Linked DNA regions of Hordeum vulgare: region 1 is linked to region 2. Evidence: chromatin contacts called from public Hi-C data. All regions are on one chromosome and are shown on one strand. The core of a region is the stretch at or near the end of the contact, and the rest is flanking DNA. Distances in the headings are between cores, read along the strand shown.

Region 1 (6,312 bases), core at 786-3,285, 250 kb after region 2:
GTTGTGGTGCTGCCTAGAGATGACACTGCATCTCTAGCTTCTTTCAGGAAAGAGCTTTCAGGCAATGGTCCTGGAATCTTTCTTTTCTTTCTGCAGGAGCCTGTAATAGTAATGAAACATGAGAACATGACAGCGGCCGTCTCCACTGACCTCGTCGCGTACTCCGACGTCGACTGGGCTGGCTGCCCCCACACTCGCTGCTCCACATCAGCTACTGCGTCTACCTTGGGCCCTCGTTGATCTCTTGGTCTTCGAAGCGCCAGCCCACGGTCTCCCGCTCCAGTGTTGAGGCTGAGTATAGGGCAGTGGCTAAAGTCGTGGCGGAGTGCTCTTGGATCCGTCAGCTACTACAGGAGTTGCTTTCTGACACTTCCAAAGCCACTCTTGTTTTCGGTGACAACGTCGGCGCGGTCTACCTCTTCGCCAACCCGGTGCATCATCCACGAACGAAGCATATCGAGCTCGATATTCACTTCGTTCGCGAGCAGGTTGCCCTTGGCCGAGTTTGAGTTCTCCACATGCCGACGTCGCAACAGTTTGCTGACGTGATGACTAAGGGATTGCCGACTGCTGTCTTTGAGGAGTTTCGGTCCAGTCCCTGTGTCTCCGACGACGCTTTGACTGCGCGCGCGCGCGCGGGGGGGGGGGGGGGACATATGTTGCATGTATATTGCGTATAGTCTCGCCCATCTCCTAACCTTGTATAGTTGAAATAAAGGTCCACTTGTACCTTATATATATATGTGCCCTTGGCACCCATCAATACATCAATTATTGTATTGCCAACTCCTCTGTCTCTACACCACGCACCGCAGATCGAAGGGCTCATGACCCGACTGATTTCCTTGAGAATTCATCCAGTAAAGCGAGGCACAACCACCTTGCCTCATCCATCGCTATGGTCGCAACCTCCGTGTTGCATCCATCATCATGGTGGCAGCCCCCGCCATCGACGACAACTTTGTCTCTAGCAGCACAACACGGCGGCGTTCGTCTGCAGCAATGAAAGCATGACAACGTGAACTGATGACTTCGCGTGCAACAGCTACAACACGGTGACCTCTTCTGTGCAGCACCACGCGCTCCTGTGCATCAACGAGAACACGTCGGTACGAGCCTTGCAGCACCTGGCATTTTTCAGCATCAGCGTCCTCGCCTTTGTTGAAAACGGCGGGGGTCGACGAGCTCGCCTGCAGAAGCGACAACAAATGGCCCTAAGCAGCAACGAGAGCACGACGACACGACGGGAGACCACCGCCGCTGCAACCATCTCGTCGCAGCACTGCCGGTGCTGCAAAGCGATGCGGCGACAACGCCGCCTTACTGCAACCCCCATTGCCGCAGTGTCGTCGAGCTGCGATGGAGGAACGTGGTGCAGCGGGATGTTGTGGCCGCGAGCGACAACCAACAAGCGGTGCGGCGCGGCGATGAGGATTGCGTTAGCAGCGAGGATTGCGTTGCTGCTGCTATGAATGGCTGGATGCGATAGCTGCGTTTTGGAGAACGACGGGAGGGAATGCATCGTTGACCCATCCGACGGCCACACATCACAGATCGGACGGCTCATGACCCGACTGATTTCCTTGAGAAATCACAGTTGGATGATTCCTAGCCTCCGCCAAAAGACATCTATGCGAAGGTGTTGAGAGGTTCCGCGTTCATGTCAGCTGGATGTCTGGTCCTCAACAAAGCACAGCACTTGCGCGCGCAGAAGTCACGATCGCCTGGGAAGTCCGGAAGGAAGAGCACGGGAAGGCACGTCCATCGCGTAGAGCCGTACGTAGCGTGCATCGCGTACTTTACGTACCCAAAGCAGCCAGAGCGGCCCCAGAGCGGCGAACACGCGCCACAAGCCAGCAAGCAACCAACGCAGTACCAAGTTTCACTAGGCGGCTCGTGAACCGTGACCCGGCCCGAGTGGTGCCGCGTCAGTCCACTCCACTCCACGTACAATCCCCTCGTGTTCTCTTCTCGCCCGTGATCGACCGAGCATTCGAGCCCCTTAAATCCATCCCCCCCACATGCCTTCTCGCCTGCCCCACGCACCGAACCTCGCCACGCCGCTCCAGCTCCCCGATCATCCGTCCGGTCACCACCCCGCCGGCATTGTCAGCCACTGGCCGTGCGTGGCGTCGGCGTGCGACCGATGCCGCCCATGCCCATGCCGCGCGCCGGCCGGCTCCTGCTCCGGCTCCTGCTCTGCGTCGCCACGGTGGCCGCGGTGGTGTCGGGCGTGGACGGGCACACGCGGGGCGTGCGGCCGGGGAGGGCGGCGGGGCGGCCGTTCCCGGAGAACGCGACGCGGGCGGAGGAGCTGGAGCGGCTGTTCATGCGGTGGGTGCGGTACGTGGGCGGCCTCAAGCACAGCACGTTCCACCACGCGCCGGTCGCCCGCGCGTTCCCGTCCTACTCGCTCGTCGTCGACAAGGACCCCGCGGCCGGCGACTTCACGTCCGTCCAGGCCGCCGTCGACTCGCTCCCGACCATCAACCTCGTCCGCGTCGTCATCAAGGTCAACGCCGGCACCTACACGTACGTGCATTGCCCCCTGTCCTCCACTCCTCCCTTACGCCTCTGTCAAGCCCTGTTTACTTTGCTCCATTGGAGCCGAGCTCCGAATTTACTTGTACGTACAAAATTTCACAACTGTTGTGCCGTTTTGGCTGAGATTTTCGCCGTGTCTTAGAATTCTGGCTCTCCGCAACCTGGTCGCAGGGAGAAGGTGACGATATCGTCGACGCGCGCGTTCATCACCCTCGAGGGCGCCGGCGCCGACAAGACAGTCGTGCAGTGGGGCGACACCGCGGACACGCCCGCCGGGCCGAGGGGGCGGCCGCTGGGCACGTACGGCTCGGCGTCGTTCGCCGTGAACGCGCAGTACTTCATTGCCAGGAACATCACCTTCAGGGTACGTAGCTCTCCGCCACCGCCGCCGTCCCTGCTGCTGCTCGGAGCTCGGTACGCCATACGCGCTGCAGGTGTCCTAATAAATCGGGCGTTGGCAGAACACGGCGCCGGTGCCGAAGGCGGGGGCGACGGGGAAGCAGGCGGTGGCGCTGCGGGTGTCGGCGGACAACGCGGCCTTCGTGGGGTGCCGGTTCCTGGGCGCGCAGGACACGCTCTACGACCAGTCGGGGCGCCACTACTACAAGGAGTGCTACATCGAAGGCTCCATCGACTTCATCTTCGGCGACGCGCTCTCCCTCTACGAGGTACGGGGTGCCTCTCCCCCTTTCCTCCCTCCGCCGACGCTCCATTGCCGGCCCTTCCATTCCATGTGCGAGCGAGGTGCAATACTGCGCACGCTGAACAGAGAGGGCAAGAGAGAAAACAACAGAGCATGTAGTACGATCATGTAGCAAGAAAAACAGAGCCGGCAAACACCTGTGGCACGCAAGGCCGGGATTTTGTTCAGTCGCCGGTTGCAGTCGCAATCTTGGCGTCTTGGACCGGCTCGTCACAGCGGCTGAATCATGCATGCACACGGCCTCTTGCTGCTGTCCGCTTGTGCCCCCGACGCCGCGACCGGCGCCCCGGCCGGCGGCCCTACGCCCCCACATGCCCGATAGACGTCAAATATTGCGGTCTCGTCTCGCGCCCATCAGACATGCTCATGTTTTCTGTTCCGCTTTTCTAGATTCACGAGCAACGTAAAAAAACACAGATATGCTCGCTCATGTGCGTGTGACGAGGAATATACGTACGTACGTACGTATGTGCATGACTGTGTGTGTGGTGTGGTGTGGGTGCAGGGGTGCCACGTGCACGCGATCGCGCGGGACTACGGGGCGCTGACGGCGCAGAACCGGCAGAGCATGCTGGAGGACACGGGGTTCTCGTTCGTGAGCTGCAGGGTGACGGGGTCGGGGGCGCTCTACCTGGGCCGGGCATGGGGCACCTTCTCCCGCGTCGTCTTCGCCTACACCTACATGGACGACATCATCGTCCCGCGCGGCTGGTACAACTGGGGCGACCCCGGCCGCGAGCTGTACGCTCCTTATCCTTCTTTCCTTTCTTCTTTCTTTTCCGCCGTCTCCGTCCTCTCTCCCCTGACCCCCTCTCCCGTTTCTGACGGTGGATGATGGTGCAGGACGGTGTTCTACGGGCAGTACAAGTGCACGGGCCCCGGCGCGAGCTACTCCGGCAGGGTGCCGTGGTCGCGGGAGCTCACCGACGAGGAGGCCAAGCCATTCATATCGCTCAGCTTCATCGACGGCACCGAGTGGATCAGGATATGACAGAGGCCGCGTTCGCCGTGACACGCGCACGCGTCATGTAAAGAAGAGGAAGTGGAAAGACAGAGTGAATTTATACAGGTTTTTTGCGGTCTTGTTTTGGGCGGCGGCGAGTGTGTTTTTTCAACTCAGACAGGTCCCGTGCAGCATGGTACTCGATCGGCCCCTCGCTAGAAACGCATGGCAGGCATAATCGCCCGTATTTTCGAGGTCTAATTATTTGTTTAGACAACATATAACTAAACAAATGCTTGTAGAATATTATGTTGGGAAAATCTAACTAACAGCTCTCGTGCTCCGCAAACGATTGTGTTCTCTTTGTCATGCATGCGTGCATGCAATGATTCATCTCTAAATGACGGGAATTTTAAAACTTTTATCTCTTAAACCATTAATTCGGTCGATGATCCGTTTTCATCATTGATTTTGTTTCGATGAAATCTTTAAAACTAGATCCTATGTTGACATGTTTCGACAATTTTTTTTACTCGTACTTACCACGTTTGTTGCACTTACTTAGTCATATTGCTAAGTACTTATTTATCTGATAAAAAATAACTTAATTGCCGTATTTTTGAAAATTGCATATAAATATGACATCTCGACATAATCAAACTAGCATACACAAACAATTTTTTAAAAGCGATTACGCGCGAAAATATGATAACTCAGCATATTTAAAACCGACGATCACAAAAAATCTTTTTTGATCATCATTTGTAAATATGACAACTCGACATAGCTAAAGTAACAAGCACACAAAATAGTTTTCTAACAAAGTTGTTGTAAATACGACAAGTTAGCATATTTAAATTGGAAACACAACCTATTACATGCTTTTTTATATCATGCATAATAAAAACTGGGACAAGACTTTGTACGAAACAACATTAAAAAGTGTCAATCAAGTTATTTTTTTCAGACAAGTAAGTGGTTAATAATATGACAAGTGGATCAAAAAATACGGCAAGTATGAACAAAAAAAATAGTTGACAAAACATGTCGACATGAAATCTAGTTTCGAAAAACTCGTCGCGAGAAAGTCAATGATGAAAACGAATCATCGATTAAATTAACGGTTTTGTAGATAAAACTTTTTGAATTTCAAACATCAAAGGGAATCGGGCCCAGCCGGCTGTTTAAGCAACGAGTTTTGCTACATCTACGTAAAATATCTACGAAAGGTTACGTAAGGGATTACTTGGCCAGTTTTGATTAATGGGAAGCGGGGCCCACCCTAAAAATCAGGAGGGAGAGGTTGATTAAAGCAAGACACGTCTCTACGTAACCCAATTTACGTAAGTGACCTACGTAGGTGTAGGATTATTGTTAAGCAGCCGTCGCATGGGAGAACACATATGCGGCGCCGCTCCCTAGTCAATCCCTATTATCTTAGTCCATCGTCGTCGTCGGAGCCGAGTCTGACACTCACCTTCGTGGATCGTGGAGGATTGGCTGCTACTATTGCTCTCTCACCTGAGGTTGTTGGCCAGGTGACGTCTACGGGTGTCGAGGTTGATGTGGTAGATATTTTGACACCTAACTCTGAGCCGTTGAAGCCCATCCGCTCTCCCCCTTTTGACCCCGACGCTATGTTGGCACGTATTGACGAGGCGGTGTCCGTGAAAAAGCTTGGCTACTTGGTTGCCAGCTTGGATGCAGCTTCTTCTGGGTCTGCCAAGACGATTGCCTGCCTCTTAGCGGAGGAGGTTTGTGTGGGCAAAGTCAAGAAGGTGAAAAAGGCTCTCATGAGCATAAACAAAAAGAGTGCTATCATTGCTAAGGTGTCGACAACTACTTAATGGGGATACTCAGTCTCTTCCATTTGTGATTGGCTCGCATATGTGGATTTGGTGGCGTCAAGTGTATTTACCCTTGATTTCGTTGAGGGTTTCTTTGCGACGTCGAACTGCAAGGGTTTGTGGTTGTTGCGGATTGAGTTTTTTTAACAAGTAGTCCGCATGTGATCGATATGTATCGGTTTTTGCCTGATTTTTCGTTAATTAACTGGACAGTTCTCTTCTTCTTAATTAATCGATGGGACAAAACTTTTTCCTCTGTTTAAAAAAAATCAGGA
Region 2 (6,444 bases), core at 3,492-5,991:
TCCGAAAATTGAAATTCTTTTCTCGTTAATGCAGATCCCCCTCTAAGTGCTCAACAAAAGAAATGTGAAAATTGTTGAAGCTGATTGTTCTCCAGTCAGGCATCAGTCAACGTGCTTGTCTTCATAATTCTTAAAGCTGATTGCCACACCTTATATCGGACCGTGTCATTCTACTGTAAAGTAAACACACATTTCCATTCTAAGTAACCACAACACTGGCCTACCATCGCCACTGAATCGATTTAAACTTTCTCTGGTTCCTTTTAGAGATTACACTAGAAGACTAGATACGGAACAAAATGAATGAATCTACATTCTAAAATATGTCGATATACATCCGTATGTAGTTCATAGTGCAATATCTAAAAAGTCTTATATTTAGGAACGGAGGGAGTAGATTAGTAATTCTCTTTCTCAAACCGAGGTTGCTAACGATACTAGAAGAACGCAATAAACAAAACTATGGAAGATAGTGACCCTCCAACCAACAGATGTAAGACCATTTCCTTTCTTTCTTTGGCAATAGATTTCTAATACACATACTACTAAATCAGAATCTTTCACCTCGCTTGTATCTCTGAAAGAGTACAATCGTTCACAGAGCTCTGAATGTCAACCATAATTTGCTCCATTTCTATGCTCCGTCGGGCAAAGTAAGCGGGGCGATTTGGGGCTGGAAGAGTGGTGCTTCCGTTCTCCAAGACGAATACAACAGTTGACATCAGGGGCCTGTCATCTGGATTTTCTTGCACACACATGAGTCCAACATGGATGCAGAGCAAAACTTCATCTGGTGAATATGTATCCATGAGAGATGAGTCTGCCAATTCCCCTGTCTTCCCTTCCTTCCACATATTCCATGACTGCAACAATAAAACTGTCACATATCTTTCTTGAGCTTTTTCAACGAAAACTGTTTCAAAAAACAAAATCTTGATATACTTAGGAATTTGAAAGCTGCGACAAATCTTGTGTGTACTCACATAAACTGCAAGGCTAGGAAAACTTGACGTCTGAATGTTAGAGTTTCTCCTAATGCCAGTGACGACCTCTAGTAGTAATACACCGAAGCTGTAGACGTCAGACTTAGTAGAGAAGATGCCTTCCATTGCATATTCAGGGGCCATGTAGCCACTGCTTGACCATTTTACTCGAAAGAGTTAGTATATGGGAGTTGCATTGTTCACAAGTAAGCATGAGTTGTTGGTTTACAAGGCTACTCACTATGTTCCAACAACGCGTTGGGTATTTGCATTTTGTTGGTTATCACCAAATATTCTTGCCATACCAAAATCAGCTATCTTAGGTTTCATATCTTCATCTAGCAAAACATTTCCAGCTTTAAGATCCCTGTGAATTATGGTCAACCTTGAGTCTTCATGAAGATAAAGAAGTCCCCTTGCGACTCCTTTGATTATGCTAAACCGTGTCCCCCAATCCAACAACAATTTTCTCGAGTCATCTATAGATAGAATAAATGTTAGATAAAAGAGAATGTTTTTGAGTTGTGTTCAGAAACCATGGTGACTATATTAGGATATTTACCAAAAAGGGTGGCATCTAAGCTCTTATTAGGCAGATACTCATATATCAGGAGTTTTTCGTCTCCCTCACCACAACATCCCAAAAGTCGAACCAAGTTTCTATGTTGCAATTTGGCAATTAGAATTACTTCGTTCCTGAATTCCTTTGTTCCTTGTTGAGAGTCTTTGCTTAGCCTCTTGACTGCAACTTCTTGGCCACCTAATATTCCCTAGATAAATATAGTGCATACATTATATTTGAGTCTGAAATATGAACAAACCAACCCTCCTAATTTAGAATGAGTACCAAAAAACTTTATATTGTACGAGTTACCTTGTAAACTTTGCCGAAACCTCCCTGTCCAATCATGCATGTCTCAGAGAAATTGTGAGTTGCGAAGGCAACTTCTTCAAATCTTACAAACGGGAATTCATGATCATGGGGCTGATTTTCTTCCCCAAGCTCATTAGAGGTACTCGCATTATCCACCCGTATATTATTGTGCTTTCTCCATTTAAATTTCTTGCCTGCTACCACGATATTACAGTCATTTCAATGAGCATATCATTGGGATAAGAAATAAGTTTGACGTCGGTAACTACTAATGTTCGTTACACTGCCATGTATGAATTCACGAAACAATAGGAAATAAACCACAAGGCATGCCTGCCACCATGACATAGTTGAAGGAAAAGTACCCATGCACGCAATCAAAATACATGTGCTGGAAAACCATCCCTAGACCCCTAGACCTCCTGTTGGACATTGATATGCTTTTCTTGTCCCCTTTTATATATAGAGTGTTTTAAGAGCAGCGGTTGTTTGAGCGTGGTAAGTGCCCACCTCTATGATCGAGTGTATACACTCTAGCATTTGCATTCCATCTTTTTTGCTAGTTGATTGCACGTTATTGTTACACTTGTTGCACGGAAACGGAAATGGGAGCAAGACTGATGAAGCTGCAGAGAAGATCTGGCCGCATCACCAGCATCGTTGTAGCTCGATCAAACTTACGGTTCGGGAGGGGGCGAGGGAGAAGGCGAAACGGAAGAGATGTGCAGCCAGAGGTAGAGGGAGGTAGCGATCGATTGGTCTCCTTTCGGGTTGGGAGATTGGCCAAATGGGCTGGAGAAACGGCCCAAGTCACCAGAGTGCTCGGTTTTTTCTTCACAGCGGCCCAGTTAGTGAGAAGATTAAGATCAGACGGCCAGGACAAGCCAGATCTTAGATCTAACGGTCAAAATCCTCAAACGTCTGAGAGAGCTCGGAGTAGGTGCGGTTATACTGGACAAGCCAGATCTTAGATCTAACGGTCAAAATCCTCAAACGCCTGAGAGAGCTCGGATTAGGTGCGGTTATACTGTCCTAAATAGCTCTCACAGTGGCTAAACCCCAAAAACACCTAAAACATTATTTGTTGTACTTTTACTTATTCGAGTGGTTGAGAAGTTTTTTTTAACCCAATTGTGACGGTATATTATGATAGTAGGCATCGACTTCCAAGTTGGTCTAGTATAATTTTTTCCTAAGGATATCAACTAAACGTACCTTTGAATTTGAACCATGCTAGGGAGATGCATATGAGCACGAGAACACTAATGCCGAAAACTGGTAGCACAATCCTCAATGCATTGCTCTTTGTCCTTTTACCTATGAAAGAGAAATATGTATACCATAAGAGAAAGACAAATGAATGATGGAGAGAGAAATATGGAAGGGAAGACAGAAAACACCGGCGAAAACTGAAAAGAGGGAGAAATGACACAACCACAACCAGTAGGAGAAAGGGGGAGGAATGACAAACCCAACCGGATGAAAGAGCGAGAATCGACAAATTAAACCAGTTGGAGAAAGAGCAAGAAACTGCGTTTTGTACCGGTAGATGCATCCATGCCTGCAAGCCGGATATAGAGTGTCTCTCCGCCGAGCTCTGCGCCATACTTTCCGGTGTCAACCAACTCCCCAGCCCACACCAAGCACCTTGCCACATCTCCGCCGGACCTGCCGCTGCTCAGTTTGGCATATGCGTACCCAACGCATGAGCAGTTGCGGTTGCACTCGGCCGCGCACTCCTCGAATGTGCTCCCGCCACCGCCTACGCGAGTGAACCTGTCTGGTGACTTCATCCCTGGCAACGCCAAGAAGCCGTCGCCACACCCGCGCAACGGCTGCTTCCGCCGGCACCCGGTTGAGAACCTACCATTGGCCCACTCCTCAATGTTTGCTGGCTCAAAACCGTCAAGGCATTTACATGATGGGGCTGGCAACAATGTCTCGTCGCAGTAGCCGTATGGGCCGCAGTAGCCGTAGCGGGTGCATTCCGCGGATGGCCACTTCCAGAGGACATCCCATGTTGATGTCCAGCCACTCCAGCTTTGGAGCTGGTACTCGCCTGAGTAGGTCACCACGTACCTTGTGTGGGAGGCACCTTCGGAGAGGGTATACGTGAAATACATCTCTTCATCGTTGTCGACGAAGGCGGTGTAGACGATAATGGAGTTGTTGTTCATGCGTTGGCTCATCACTAGGTTCCCTATCCACGTGCCGCTGCGTAACACCGGGCGTGACCCGTCCAAGAGGAACGACTGGAGGAGCGTGTTCCGGTCGCCCCCAAAGGAGAAGCGCCCGGGAGAGGGGTCGCTAGGGCCCTTCCATGCCACCACGCGCTCGTTGTCCACACGAGCCCCGTACTTGTACCGGATCCTCATGCCGGGAAGGAGCGTGTCAGTCAGGTGTTGAAAGCTTTGCCATTGCATGGTGCCGTTTGCCGAGCGGATGACGAGATTGCCGGTGTTGAGAAGAACCGCCGTCGGGGGAGACGACCCTGGTGCGGGAGCCATGTTGGTTGTTGTCGACCAAAGAACACGTTCACCACCATCTCCCTCCGAGAGAACGAGATTGGTGGTGTTGGTGATGGAGAGTGTTGGTGATGCAGATGATGAAGTGGTGTTGGTGGCCGGGGTTTCTCGGTTGGCAACCCACACGACCGTAAGCTCGGGGATGTCGTTGTACCAGATGCCGAGGTACAACTTGGTGGGAGTGGAGTTGGAGGGGGCGAAGAAGCCCAGGGCGAAGGCACCGCCGTCGGAGACGATGGTGGAGCCAGGGGAGAGCGGCTTGCCGGGGACAAGCCGGTCGTCGGACACACTAAACGGCAGGATGATAAGAAGGATCAACACTGCCGTCCCGGTGAAGCATGGGGGAGCCTGCCAACCCATCGATCATTCAGGGCCAAATCATAGTGGAGTAGGAGTAGTGTCTAGCTATAGGCTATTTATGCTGCTATATCTAGACTTGGCCACAAGGACAAAATGCATCGGCAAACAAGGACTCGTTCCAGCCACATGTTCGATTATGGAAGCAGATGGCTCAGTAATGCAAAGTTTTTTGCATTGGAGCAGTTGACAGTATGCTGGATTGAGTTAACATCTCAGCTGTCCATGCCGAAGTAGGAATGCCACTGTCACTGCTGACTAGCCACACCAGTGACTGAAACATTTAGCTATACCGGCCCGGCTGCTCCATCCTCACTGCCCACTAGTCACACCAGTTGACTGTCTTCTGATATGCTTTTTTCTAGTTCAATCTTTTTTTAGAAGGTTGTGTGGGTCACTTTTGATGCGGAGGGAGCCGACCCACGAGGAGGAGGTACATCGCAAGGACGAGCACGTCCGTCGCTACATGGTTGCGTTGGACGTCAGGTTTTCCTATACCTAGCAGGTTCTTCAAGAATCTCACCCGAGCTATGATCATGTGATGTTCCTTCTCTTTGGCTGTCCACCGCCCGCGCCTCAGTACAGCGACAACTCTTTGGATGTCAGTTTGATCAGGAACCGCAAGTGAAGTAGATTATTTGATGATATTCGATCTGTATTAGCTAGTGATGTTATATGATAATATTCAAGATGTATTATTGATAATAATCGAGATGTATTCGAAATTATATTCGATAATATTCAATGATGCATTAAGGGGATTATTCGATGTATTAGTGATATTATATATATGATGATCTTGCTAGCTAAAGTGAACTAAATTGTTTTATCTTTCTTCTCGATTAGTTAAACTATGGATGTTATCGAAAATATAGGTAGATGTAGGTTAATTCATGAGTCCCCGACGATCGCCGGAGGAGGCCCCGGCGATCGCCGGAGGAGGAGGAGTCCCCGATGATCATCGGTGAGGAGTCCCCGACGATCGCCGGAGGAGTCCCGGACGATCGTCGGTGAGGAGTCCCCGACGATCATCGGTGAGGAGTCCTCGACAGTCGTCGGAGGAGTCCCCGACGATCGCCGGTGAGGAGTAATATTATATTTCATTTTTGGTGAAAAGTTTATTAAATAATTGTAAAAGTTTATTTCAATGTAGTTGACTTCATTGCAGTTAATCCATAAACACGGGAAATGTCTAACTACGATATTGGGAGTGTGAACTTTGTGGCGACTATCGGGATGTGTACGACACGATTCACCTGCGAGACGGCAGGTTCTTCATCATCAAGCTTAACGAGACCTTCGATGTTTGTACGGTACGCAACGGTGACAAGTGTTTTTTCCGTAATTAAGCATGACTTATGTTTCTTTGTTTTAACGCGCAATTTCTGTTTTATACAATTGGACTAGTTCCTCCCCTGCCATGCAAGAAGGTATGTCTTGCAAAGGCTCGGTTTTGAAGACCAAGGGAGTATGGAGACGAGGAGAGTTAACCTCACGACTAAACATGATCACACATTTCTGGTCAAAGTAATGAATGCAGTTAATAACACAGACTTATGGTGCTCAAATTAGCAAGCTCTAGCCAAGACATATGTATTTTACGAGGATATGGAAATAACCTTCGATCTTCGACCTGAAGATCATATTGAAGGTAATATCGACATTTGGGTGGATGTCGATATGCTTCCGGTTTTGCCTCCATGTG

What was found. Hi-C and Micro-C count contacts between places; a contact is called where the count stands out from the background.
Region 1: a Hi-C map of seedling shows a contact between it and region 2, with 4 times the contacts expected there. The contact joins the promoter of LOC123429430 here to the promoter of LOC123429428 in region 2. A contact is called at or near these places in 2 of 6 Hi-C or Micro-C datasets (leaf and seedling).

Annotation. Positions count from the first base shown.
Region 1 is chr2H:34,843,229-34,849,540 of MorexV3_pseudomolecules_assembly, forward strand. It overlaps LOC123429430 (probable pectinesterase 53), which reads left to right and starts at 2,036. Exons shown (of 4, transcript XM_045113466.1): 1 at 2,036-2,532; 2 at 2,716-2,908; 3 at 3,006-3,212; 4 at 4,091-4,608. The coding sequence starts at 2,147. The coding sequence ends at 4,279.
Region 2 is chr2H:34,589,600-34,596,043 of MorexV3_pseudomolecules_assembly, forward strand. It overlaps LOC123429428 (putative G-type lectin S-receptor-like serine/threonine-protein kinase At1g61610), which reads right to left and starts at 4,742. Exons shown (of 7, transcript XM_045113463.1): 1 at 3,608-4,742; 2 at 3,073-3,174; 3 at 1,858-2,051; 4 at 1,546-1,753; 5 at 1,225-1,462; 6 at 984-1,134; 7 at 561-863. The coding sequence starts at 4,742. The coding sequence ends at 561.